Linked DNA regions of Sus scrofa: regions 1, 3 and 4 are each linked to region 2. Evidence: chromatin contacts called from public HiChIP or PLAC-seq and promoter capture Hi-C data. All regions are on one chromosome and are shown on one strand. The core of a region is the stretch at or near the end of the contact, and the rest is flanking DNA. Distances in the headings are between cores, read along the strand shown. Region 1 overlaps LOC106507918 (a long non-coding RNA gene). Region 2 overlaps ENKUR (enkurin). Region 3 holds the start of LOC110255603 (basic salivary proline-rich protein 2-like). Region 4 overlaps ARHGAP21 (rho GTPase-activating protein 21).

What was found. Promoter capture Hi-C pulls out the DNA fragments that hold promoters and counts their contacts. HiChIP or PLAC-seq counts read pairs in DNA pulled down with a chosen protein or histone mark.
Region 1: a contact with region 2 is called in an H3K27ac HiChIP or PLAC-seq map of skeletal muscle. The contact joins two enhancer-like sites. A contact is called at or near these places in 2 of 2 datasets of contacts at active chromatin or transcription factors (alveolar macrophages and skeletal muscle).
Region 3: a contact with region 2 is called in a promoter capture Hi-C map of liver, with 6 times the contacts expected there. The contact joins the promoter of LOC110255603 here to the enhancer-like site in region 2. A contact is called at or near these places in 2 of 5 promoter capture datasets (fetal liver and liver), 4 of 47 Hi-C or Micro-C datasets (embryonic fibroblasts, liver, skeletal muscle and 1 more) and 2 of 2 datasets of contacts at active chromatin or transcription factors (alveolar macrophages and skeletal muscle).
Region 4: a contact with region 2 is called in an H3K27ac HiChIP or PLAC-seq map of alveolar macrophages. The contact joins two enhancer-like sites. A contact is called at or near these places in 4 of 47 Hi-C or Micro-C datasets (embryonic fibroblasts, liver and skeletal muscle) and 2 of 2 datasets of contacts at active chromatin or transcription factors (alveolar macrophages and skeletal muscle).

What each region holds. Positions count from the first base shown.
Region 1 is chr10:50,480,820-50,483,519 of Sscrofa11.1, reverse strand. The region is part of intron 3 of LOC106507918 (a long non-coding RNA gene); the gene reads right to left. Among named protein-coding and RNA genes, the nearest start is that of ARHGAP21, 59 kb to the left of the region's middle. Within about 2 kb of position 1,264, at least 26 of the 83 cell types and tissues checked have an H3K27ac peak or open chromatin away from gene starts, as enhancers often do. A contact at or near this core is called in skeletal muscle, where this site is marked.
Region 2 is chr10:50,344,362-50,347,061 of Sscrofa11.1, reverse strand. All of the region lies in intron 4 of ENKUR (enkurin), which reads right to left. Among named protein-coding and RNA genes, the nearest start is that of PRTFDC1, 20 kb to the left of the region's middle. Within about 2 kb of position 1,326, at least 20 of the 83 cell types and tissues checked have an H3K27ac peak or open chromatin away from gene starts, as enhancers often do. A contact at or near this core is called in alveolar macrophages, fetal liver, liver and 2 more, where this site is marked.
Region 3 is chr10:50,539,563-50,542,262 of Sscrofa11.1, reverse strand. LOC110255603 (basic salivary proline-rich protein 2-like) reads left to right here and starts at 1,282. Exons shown (of 2, transcript XM_021064283.1): 1 at 1,282-2,700. The coding sequence starts at 1,282. The coding sequence ends at 2,397. It overlaps ARHGAP21 (rho GTPase-activating protein 21), which reads right to left and starts at 681. Exons shown (of 26, transcript XM_021064916.1): 1 at 139-681. The coding sequence starts at 216.
Region 4 is chr10:50,555,830-50,558,529 of Sscrofa11.1, reverse strand. All of the region lies in intron 1 of ARHGAP21 (rho GTPase-activating protein 21), which reads right to left. Among named protein-coding and RNA genes, the nearest start is that of ARHGAP21, 16 kb to the right of the region's middle. Within about 2 kb of position 1,344, at least 2 of the 83 cell types and tissues checked have an H3K27ac peak or open chromatin away from gene starts, as enhancers often do. A contact at or near this core is called in alveolar macrophages, where this site is marked.

The sequences.
Region 1 (2,700 bases), core at 15-2,514, 140 kb before region 2:
TAAGTGGGGTTTAGGGAGATACATGCCGACGTGGGTCAGGGTCTGGGGGCCTCCAGGAAGGTGTCCACATGCTGACTTGTCTTCTGCAGTCAGAATGCTTTCCCAGCCCAGAGCTGTCACAGTCCACCTTTTTCTCAGCTTCTTGGAGGAAAAAAAAAAAAACCCAAAGGGAGCCTGCAAGTGGATATAGTAAGTTCTTTGCAGAACATGTCCTTGGCCAGGCTGGCTCTGCTGCCCACTGGTTGTGAGTATTTGGTGACTTGCTGGAGGTAGGGCCTCAGTCTTTGGGCGTGAAGCTTTCCCCCGAGCCCAGGCTCTCTTCCCGCCCGCCTCCCTCTATGCTGCGGAGAGAGGATGGGGATTTCATGCCTCAGTGAAATACTTGGCACATCTTCTCATTCAGAGAACTTCAGACTCTCTGCAAGTACGACTAAACTCAGCTCAGTGCCCTTCGGTTAAGGTCATGGTTATTTAGTGGCCAACATTTTCTAGGCAGGAACTCCCTAGTTCTAGCTGATTATCAGCAAATACCCCTTTATTTCTCCTCTTGTGTAAGCATTGGAAGGGAGGCCTTGACAGGCTAGCTTCTGCTTTTCTTGACTTACTTTGCTCTGATTTGACCTACAGTAATACCATTTCCCCTTAATTAGATCAGGTCATCTCCCATATCGGAAAATTCCCAGCTGATGTTGGACAGAATAGGCAAAGGCAGGCCTCATAGCCTGGAGGGCACTTTGAGTTAAACTCTGATGCCAACCTGGCACTTTCAGTTTTGAATCTCCTATTTTCCAGCCACTATTTATCTCATAATGATGGGCTGGTCTGTTGCAAGTTTTGGAGAGATTCTGTCGGACCTCGTTTGCCCAGCCCACAAATGTCTGAGGCCAAAACAGGGCTGTGTTGAGTGAAAAGCGAGGCTTCTTGGTTCTGGCTTCCCTCTGCCAGGGCAGCAGCACTGGGACCCTTGCAAGTTGATACCAAGTTTGGGAGGGGTGCCCAGTTGGTATTTCACATGGGTTTGCAAATACGTCTTTCCTGTGTTGGCCACTTGTGACCACTTGGGCTCCTTCTGGGGAATGTCTCCCTGGAGTTTGCAGTAAAGCTCCCAACTGAGCAGAAGAACTGGTACTTGGCCAAGGCTGCTCTCGTCAGCTGCCACTGAAACCATGGCAACCACCCGAGACACTGCTACTCTGGGGGTGCTGTGCCTGATGTCAGGGTGTGTCTGCCCAGCCAGGGCCATCATCGTGGGCCTGCCAACGGGGCTGCTGCTCACAACAGATGTTGCCCGAGGGCTGGTTCTGGCGTGAGCTCCGCCAGCCTCTGTGTGGCAGCCACTATCGGAGTCAGGCTACAAATGCTGATGTGCCTGCTGTTTCTCAGGATCACAGTCTCACAGTGTCCATGACACTCAGAAATGGACTCGCTGAAGTGTAAGGACAGATCTTTTTTTCCCACTTTCAGGCCACACTCACCCTTTAGGCCAAGGTGGTGCTGCTTTGTTCTCAAAGTCTTACAGAGAGTTTTGCCCCATAACAGCACTTTCTATTTTTACTTGCCTCCTGCTCTCCCCCGTTAAGACCCTGCAGCTTGGGCACTGCGGATAAACCAGTGGAAGATCTAGGTCCTGGGCATCCTGCGGTTTGCTCCTCCCACAGAGCATGACACTGAACCAATCCTGGGGATGCTTCACTCCCTTGGACCATAAATCTATCTTCCATCCTCCTTCCAAATTCCAGCCAGCAACACAGTTTGTAAACCTATTTTGTTGCTGGGAAGCCTAACAGTGTGGTTAATTAAAGATTTAAGGATAAAAATAAACTCCACGAGGATAAAATTATGTGGCAAATGGAAAAGATACAAATAAAGAACATACCATTTCCAGGTGTTATGTAAGAGAGAGTTTTCATGTATATTTTAAGTGGATGAAAATGTTTCAAATTGTCTAGATGTTGATTCTACCAAGACACATTTCAAAGTGATGTGTACTTTTCTTTTAAAATATTAACACTTACAATCTGCTGGAAACTACGTCCTTGGCAACCATTTAAACTTATGCTGAAAGATCTTGGATGTTATCTTTAAAACAGGTGAGAAAGTGCAGAGTTCTGTAAAATTCTTTCTCTGGTGGGTGGCGAGCTGTGAGCAAAAATGTTTGAAGACCCCCAGTTTAGACTGTTTTGCAATGATGCTCTGAACAAGTGACTTCTATGAATTTTATTTCACAGATTGTTTTCTTGTTGTTGTCTTTTTAGGGCCGCACCCGCGGCATGTGGAGGTTCCCAGGCTAGGGGTCGAATCGGTGCTGTAGCCACAGCCTACGCCACAGTCACAGCAACGCCAGATCCTAGCCACGTCTGTGACCTACACCACAGCTCATGGCAATGCTGGATCCTCAACCCCTTGAGCAAGGCCAGGGCTCGAATCTAAGTCCTCATGGATACTAGTCAGGTTCATTTCCACTGTGCCACAACGGGAACTCCACACACAGATTGTTTTTTCATTTATATCTTTTATATTGTGTTTGTTTAAACTTATTTTGTGCTGGAAACCCTGAGAAAAATTGTGTTTGAGAGTGAACGTTAACTTGGCACATCCTCCATCCTCAAGAGACTGCTCCAGAGTTCCCGCTGTGGCTCAGTGGGTTAAGGCCCTGGTGTTGCCGTGGTTGTGGTAGAGGTCCCAGCTGCAGCTTGGATT
Region 2 (2,700 bases), core at 77-2,576:
TGATCTTAAGATCAACAGAAACATTCAACATGTGAGATGGAAGGGGGGTAAAAAACGTCATACTACATAAAACCCCATAAAAATATTGGTTAGCAAATATAATAATTTTGGAATTATTTTTCTCTGAAACATTTGAGTAAACTATTTTGAACATGTGAATTCTAATGTGACTTTTAAAAGAACGTCCCAATTTAAAATTGTTCTTTAAAAAAATCTATCTCAAGAAAATTAGCTTATGTGTATTTAAAGGGATCGTAATAATAAAATATCTAGAAGTTCCTATTGTGATGCAGTGAGTTAAGGATATGGCACTGCCATACTGCAGCTTGGATTTGATCCCTGGCCTGGGAACTTCCATATGTTGCGGGTGTGGCCAAAAAAAATAAAATATCAATCTGAACCATCACTATAATTAAGTGCCATTTACACGAAAAATATCTGAGTCCTAAAAAATACCCAAAGCATCAAATGATGAATCAATGCCAGATAATCACTTAAAATAAACTTACGTGATAATATTAGAAACACAGGGCTAAATGATGTTAGAGTAACACATTTTTTACAAAGAGGACTATTCTCTTTAAGGCCCTTGGCTTACATTTTTACTTTTTGAAAAATTTGCATTTTATCTAATTTTTTTTTTGTAAGTATAAGGGTCAACTGTCATCAACTTGTTTGGCTAATACCAAAATAACTAAAATTTTGAAGACTTGGAATCTTGGCACATTCTTATTTTTTAAATTATAAAATCCACTTAGAAGAAACAGAGTCTTTAAACTTTACTACTTGTATTTTAAATCCCCAAAGGGTGTGTCAAAGTGTTTTTTGAAAAGCTTTGGGTGCATTACAAAAGAACTACAGCAGTTTAATGATACAGCAAGAGAGTGATCCAAAGTCTAAGATAATGTTCTACTTTGAAGCCTAACTCACCATTGTTTTTACCACCCATACCCTATAAGGCCTTCGTGTTAGTGCTGGACACCATCTTACTGCGTGGGTGGCAGCTGCCTGTCATCTCAGTAATTTTGAAGAAAAGCCAGGGAATTTGTTTTAAAGTGTTTGTCCAGATGAAACCACATGTGGCCTCCAGGGTGCTCTGGGCCTGAAGCCTAGTCTGCTGGCTGTGTAGAACCATAGAGCTTACCCAGGAGAAAGTTTGACTGTCTCCTCAAAGCCAATAAAGATAAAAGGAACCTCTATGAGTCCAAAACAGTGCAGCTCACACATGTGGGAATTGCATAAGATTAAGGTTTGCCCTCTGTGTCGTCCTCAGAAAGGCTAGGAGAAGTAGAGAGGGAAGCAGTGAGCTGCTGGGTCCCTCTGTTGTGTTGTTTTCCTTGCTTAAAAGAAACTTTGAACCTTATTGGTGACTAGGGGACCTTGAGCACGTAATAGCAAACTGGTTATTATGTCCACTTAGGTGATGCAAGAGCCACATCACTGGAAGGAGATCCTATGAAAGGTAAGGCCTGGCAGGTGTCTGAGCCAGGCAAAGGTCCAGTTCCTTTTAATAGTCATCAACAGGGTGACAAAGGTTTGATAGGGAAGGTTCCTGGACAGGCTGGGAAGCTGTTGACCCTTGTTACTCTATGGCAAAACATTTGGTAAAATTGTCTCTTGTATTGCCACAGAAGGAAAACCACATGACTTAGCTACAGTCTGAAGGGGAACTGTTTGTAAAAACTTAGAATATTGTGGGGGGAGGGGAGTTGACTGTTCCTTGTTGCTTTTAACAAGATACTAAGAAAGAGAAGAATTTAGGCTTAGGTCCGGGAGTATAGTTTGTGCAGAAAGATGGGAGTGAATGGAGTAAAAAGGTTATTTGAACATGGCCTGCAGTCTACAGTTTATAAGTGTATAGGCTTCCACTGTTTCTCTAAGAAAGAGAAAAACACAAGACACAGGAATCGGTGGACTTGACACAGACTCCACCACTAGGAAGATGAAAGGAAATCTCAGACAGTGAATCTAGTTTGGGAATTCAACACGGCGAGGCTGAGGTCAGGGCAACGTCCCATATCCCTGGCCTCTCTTCCATCCAAGAGGAACACACAGGCAGAGTGAAAGTCAATAAAACCACTGCTTTCTTGATGGAACCTACAATACTGGCGCTGTGGGGCTGGTAATGAATGATGGGACAATAGAAAAGCTATTCCTTACCTGAGTGCTTACACTGACTATATGACACCTCTCTTGGCAAGAGTCTTCTGAGCCTCCCAGACATGAGAGAAGAAAACCACATATCTGTCAGATTGGAGTGATTCTCCCACAGACACATGTATCATTATTTCCATCTTACACACATATGCATAGAGTATTACTTGGAAAGATATATAAGAGGCTGGTTACAGTGGTTGCTTCTGGGAAGGGGGATTCAGTAGCTCTAGGAAAGGGGGTGTGAGGAAGACTTCTCCCTATTCACCTTTAGGCAGTTAGGAATTTCGAATTTCAGACCATGTCTATAAATTATCTATTCACACACACACAGCAAAATAAAAAATAGTTTCTAATAAAATTACAAGTGCACATACCTTCTGACCTAGTTATTTCATTCCTGGCAATGATTTTCTACTAATACAGCCAAATGTGCAAAATGATGTATGTTCAAGGTCACTTACTGCAGCATTGCTTTTAATGGCAAATATTGAAAACAAATTAAATCACTTCAATGCTTACAAATAGGGTGCTGGTAAATTATAT
Region 3 (2,700 bases), core at 33-2,532, 200 kb before region 2:
TGGGGTCCTCCCACCATCCAGCCCAAAGCCCCAAAAGCCTCTTCCTAGGCTGTGTGGCAGCTGACCCCCGCCACCGGCAGGACACCTCACAGACACAGGCCACCACAGACGGGCAGGGATCCTGCCTCAAGCGCTTACCTCACAGGTGGGGGACCCGCAGGCCTTGAGCTTGTCACCATCTCCCTCCGGCAGACCAGTCCGACGTGTGGCCATCATTTCATTTCAAATCACAAAGAAGGGGCCAACCCTTGGGAGTCCACATTGGGGGCGAAATGCCACCACACACCCAAAAGGTAAGAATTCCACACCAGGCTCCGCAGAAGGTGCAGGGCTAAGTGAGACAAATAATGGGCCGGGGGATGAAGGTTTTGATGAAGCCCCTCCGCAATGCCCTGAAGATGATTTCTTCGGACTTCAAACGATTTCCCCGTCTTCGTCCATTTCTCGAGACGGAAAAAACAAAGACGACAGGTCTCCTCCTCAGCAGCTAGTGAGGCCAGCTGCAGAAAGCGGTCCCCTTCGTCCTAGCGCTTCTCCCGACTCCAAGAGCAATCTGAGTGCGCCGCGAAGCCTCTGCCCAAGAGATCTTTCCTAGAGGAGGGAAAAGTTAAAGGGCATGAACTTTCTCCAGACGCTGACCTTAGACTCGCCCACGTCTAGCCCAAGTTCGCCTTTCCAACACTCGGAAAAATAATGCGGTCCACGCTGATGAACCTCCGTATAAAAGAATCTATCCATACAACAACAACGACAAAAAAAAAAAGAAAAAGAAAAAAATCTATAAATCATGAAAAAAATGAGTAACATCAGAGCTGCACGGTGGTTGCGTCAAACATGCCTGGCTGTTGTGAAGCCGTCAAAACATTCCCTTTTCAAGTGCATTTTAATGAGCATTATTTTCTGGGCAGAAGAGGCGTCTCTGTTCTTCCGCATCACCCAGCTGAGGAGACTTAAGGGAAGTTTGCTCCCCACGAGACTAAAATGGGATAATACTTTTTCAAAAACCCTCCTTGCTCCCCGCCGCCTCCCCAGCTGGCCCAAATAAAAACAAAAAGCCAGGATCGGACTTAGCCAGCGCCTCGGCCGGCGTCTCGAGGCGGCCTGGGGGACCCGGGGCGCCCGCCCTCCGCCCCAGCCGGCCGGTGTCCCCGAGGAGGCGGCTGTTTTCCTTGGCCCGCGGCGAGGCTGGGCGGAGACGGCGCGGGGCCGGGAGGGGAGGCGTGCGCGGCTGCGGCGGCGGGAGGGACTCCCTCTCCCGAGCATTATTCCGGAGCTATAGAAATGAAGCCGCAGCCCCAGCAACTTTCATTTAGTTGCCGCGTCCCAATCAACGCCCCGACACGATATTCCCCTTTTTCCGTGTCCACCTTGGGGGGGGGGGGGGGAAATAGGAAAAAGAAAACCACCACCCACCTACCACTATTTCCCCCGCCCCTTCCAGAGGCGGGTCGGGGATCTCGATCTCCCGGGAAGGGCGGCCCAAATTTGTACTTTCAAAAACGAGTGGGGGAACCCGAGGGAAAGGCCAAGAGCGAGGGGGCTCACCCGCCGCGCCCCGCCGGGCCCGGCTTCCGCGGGCGGCAGCGATTGGCGGCGGGGACGCGGGCCGGGCATGGGGCCCGGCCGGGACGCGCTAGGCCGCAGGCTCGGTTAATATTCATGAGCGGACGGGAGGCGCCCCTCCTCCACGGCCGGCCGGCGGGACCCCGGCGCCCGCCGCCGGCCTTTGTGCCCTTCCCTCCTCCCGCCGTCCTCCCCCGCTCCGCACACGCGGGTGCGGCCCCTACGCCCACGCCGGGCGCCCGCCGCGGCTCCCTCCGGCCCCGCGCCAGCGCCGGGCGGGGTGGCCCGGGGTGGCGGGAAGGGAGGGAGCCCGCGGCGAGCCCGGCTCTCCCTTTCCACCCGCCCGGCGGCGCTGCGCCGGGTCGGCCGAAGCAGAAAATAAAGCAGACACGCACCGGAGAAAGCGCGGCGAGTAGATCCGCACCCGGCCGGCCGGTCCCCGGACGGCACGCCCGGCGCGCACCGGACCCAGCGGGAGGACGAGCGGGCGCTGCCCGCCGCCGTCGCGCTCCGAGGCCGCCGCCCCCGGCCGGCCGCTCCCAGGCACCGCCGCGACCTGCCCCGGCCGGCCCCGGGCTCTCGGCCGCCGCGGGAGGGCGTGGGGCGGGGCGGCGGCCGCCGGACTCTCCCCTCGCCTCGCCGGGCCGGGCCGGGGCCGCGCTCGGGCGCCCGCGATCACCAAGTGACAGAAGTGCCTCGCTCCGCTGCCGCGCCGAGCTGTTTCCCGGGGGCGGATTTCTCGCTTCTTCCTCCCTGGATCCACCTCCTCCCACTCCACCTCCTTCCCCTCCCCTCCCCAGGGGAGGCTCCGGGGCTGAATATTTTCTGTCTTGAATAATATGGTCCCGGGAACCAACGCTGGAGAAGGGGGATTAGCCTGGGGCGGGGTGAGGGGTGATCGCCAACCCCCTCCCAATGTGTGTCGGGACCTACAAGCCCTCGCCGCCCCCAACACCTCCCCCAAAGCCAGACACACAAAACCCTCCCCGCCTTCGCCAATCTCTCGAGCTCAGAGCGGGAGCGGCCAGGAACCCGGGCTTCTGCTGCGGAAGGCTCGGTGCTCCGCGTCAGGGCCCGGGAGGGGGACCTTCATACAGCCAGATACCCAGAATTGGGGGATCCCAGGTCCCAGACGGC
Region 4 (2,700 bases), core at 95-2,594, 210 kb before region 2:
CGATAATCTTCTTTAAAAAGTTGTTTTAAAAGGTCGTTTTAAGAATCAAATAACAAAAGATAGTGTCAGAAACACAGTAGGTTCTCAATAAATGTTAGTCAACCCTCTTGCAGCAAATTTTTCAATTGTCATGATGATATATACATTTAACTGTAGCTACCCAGAGTATTTTTAACTACTGTAATATGTTTTAAAATATAACCACTGCATGGAATTTCAACGGACCCTAAACACTTTCCAATTTTAAAACTTAACTACAAAACTATAGTAATCAAAACAACATGGTATTGGCATAGGACAGACACATAAACTGAAAGAAAGATGAGAGAGCCCAGAAATAAATACTCATATACATGGTCAACTGATTTTCAATACGAGTGTCTCTCCCTGACAATCACCCCAAAAAGCTTTGAAATTAGATCTTGGAAATTACAGAAGCTGAAAGTATTTTGATGGAGTTCCCACTGTGGCACAGTGGGGTAAGAATCCAACTACAGCTAGCATTGAGAACTATGTCTAGATACTCATGTTGCAACAGAAGAAAGGGTGGGGGGAAAATGTAATTGTAATGTATACATGTAAGGATAACCTGACCCCCTGGCTGTACAGTGGGAAAATAAAAAAAATAATAAAAAATAAATAAAAAAAAAAAAAGAATACAACTACAGCAGCTTGGGTCATTGTGGAGGTGTGTTTGTTCCCCAGCCCAGCACAGAGGGCTAAAGGATCTGGTGGTGTTGCAGCTGCAGTATATAGGCGGCAGCTGTGGCTTGGTTTCAATCCCGGGCCTGAGAACTGCCATATGCCACAGGTGTGCCCTTTTATAAAAAAAAAAAAAAAAAAAGTATTTTGATTTCCTTTTTTTAAAAAACATATGCTTGGAAGATATGAGAGTAAGGCAAGAAAAATCTACTATTCTAGTTCTAGGTGAGGTATTTATTGTCTTATCCAATATTTTTAGTTTCGTCCTTTGGCTTCACGATATTTTAAGTTTTATCTCCTTCTTTTGCACTTTTTATTTTTCATGTTTAAATTAAGGCATAGATATTTACACACACACACACACACAGCTTCTAAGTATACAGTTCATGAAATGTCACAAATGCATCTATCTAACTCCCAACTACACAGAGACAGAGACCATCTCCATCACCCCTGGAAGTTCCCTGGGTGTCCTCCTAGTCATTCTGAAATCCCCCTTCACCCACAGAGGCAATCACTATTCCGGTTTCTATTACCACGTTGGTTTCGCCTGTTCTAAACCTTCTCATGAATGAGGTCACACAGTGTGTGTGTACCCTGTTGTCTACCTTCTTTCATTCAGCACTTTTTGTTTGGCTGTTTGTTTTGGCTGTGCCCACAGCATGTGGAAGTTCCCCAGCAAAGGGTTGTTTGTTTTGGCTGTGCCCACAGCATGTGGAAGTTCCCCAGCGAAGGGTCGAACTCAAGCCACAGCAGTGACAATGAGCCACTACAGTGACAACACTGGATCCTTAACCACAAGGCAACCAGGGAACTCCTAGCATGTTTTTTATATCCATCCATCTTGCTGCATGTATATCAAATTAGGTAAGTTTCCTTAATTTCCTGTCTTCTGAGAGTTTTCTGATGATGGAGTGTTTGTTACAGTTTGCCAGATGCTTTTTCTGCAACTGTTGAGATGATGGTACAAATTTTCTCCTTTATTCTGTTAATATGTTAACTAGTTAATAGGTTGCTGATATGTTAAAATTAAACTAATCTTTAATTCTTGAGATAACTCCAACTTAATCACAATGTATTATCTTTTTCATATACTGCTAGGTTTGATTTGCTGACATTTTGTTAAGGATTTTTACATCTACAACCCTGGTCTGAACTCCTGTTCTTATATTGTTTTTGCCTGCTTGTTACTAGGCTAATGCTAGCATCATAAAAAGAAGATGGGAAGTGTTCCATCCATCTCTACTTTCTGAGCTTGTTGGCTAAGGATCTGGCATTGCCATGAGCTGTGGTGTAGGTCAAAGACTTGGCTCAGATCTGACATGGCTGTGGTGTAGACCGGCAGCTGTAGTAGCTCTGATTCGACCCATAGCCTGAGAACATCCATATGCTGCCAGTGCAGCCCCCCCCCTAAAAAAAAGCAATACATATTTGGTCTTCATCCCATTCCCAGTAGAGAGTTTCTAAAACTCCTGGAACTTCCTAAGTGATGGCAGCAACAATAGTGTCCTTCGTAATGTCAATGAGGTGACACTGGGAATACACCTGAGGATGAGAACTGACTGCCAGGAGAACCAACCAAGTGATTAGAAGATCAGAACATTCAGTCCTACCCCGACCCCAGGGGAGGGGAGAGGGGCTGGAAGTTGATTCAACCTCCAATGGCCAATGATTAAATTAATTGTGCCTATGCAATGAAGTCTCCCTGATAACTCAAAAGGACAGGGTTGGGAGAGCTTCCAGGTTGGTGAATACATGGGAGTTGGTGGGCAGGGGGGGAAGTGCACAAGCAGAGGGCATGGAAGCTCCACACCTTTGCCCATACCCTGCCCTAGGTATCCCCGCAGCTGGCTGTCTCTGTATTATCCTCTTTATTATAAATCCCGTGATCCAGTAAGCAGTATGTTTCTCCGAGTTCTTTGAGTCCCTCTAGCAAATTAATCAAACCCAAGGAGGGGAAGTTGAAACCTCCAGTCCACAGTCAGGAGGTAAGAAGCT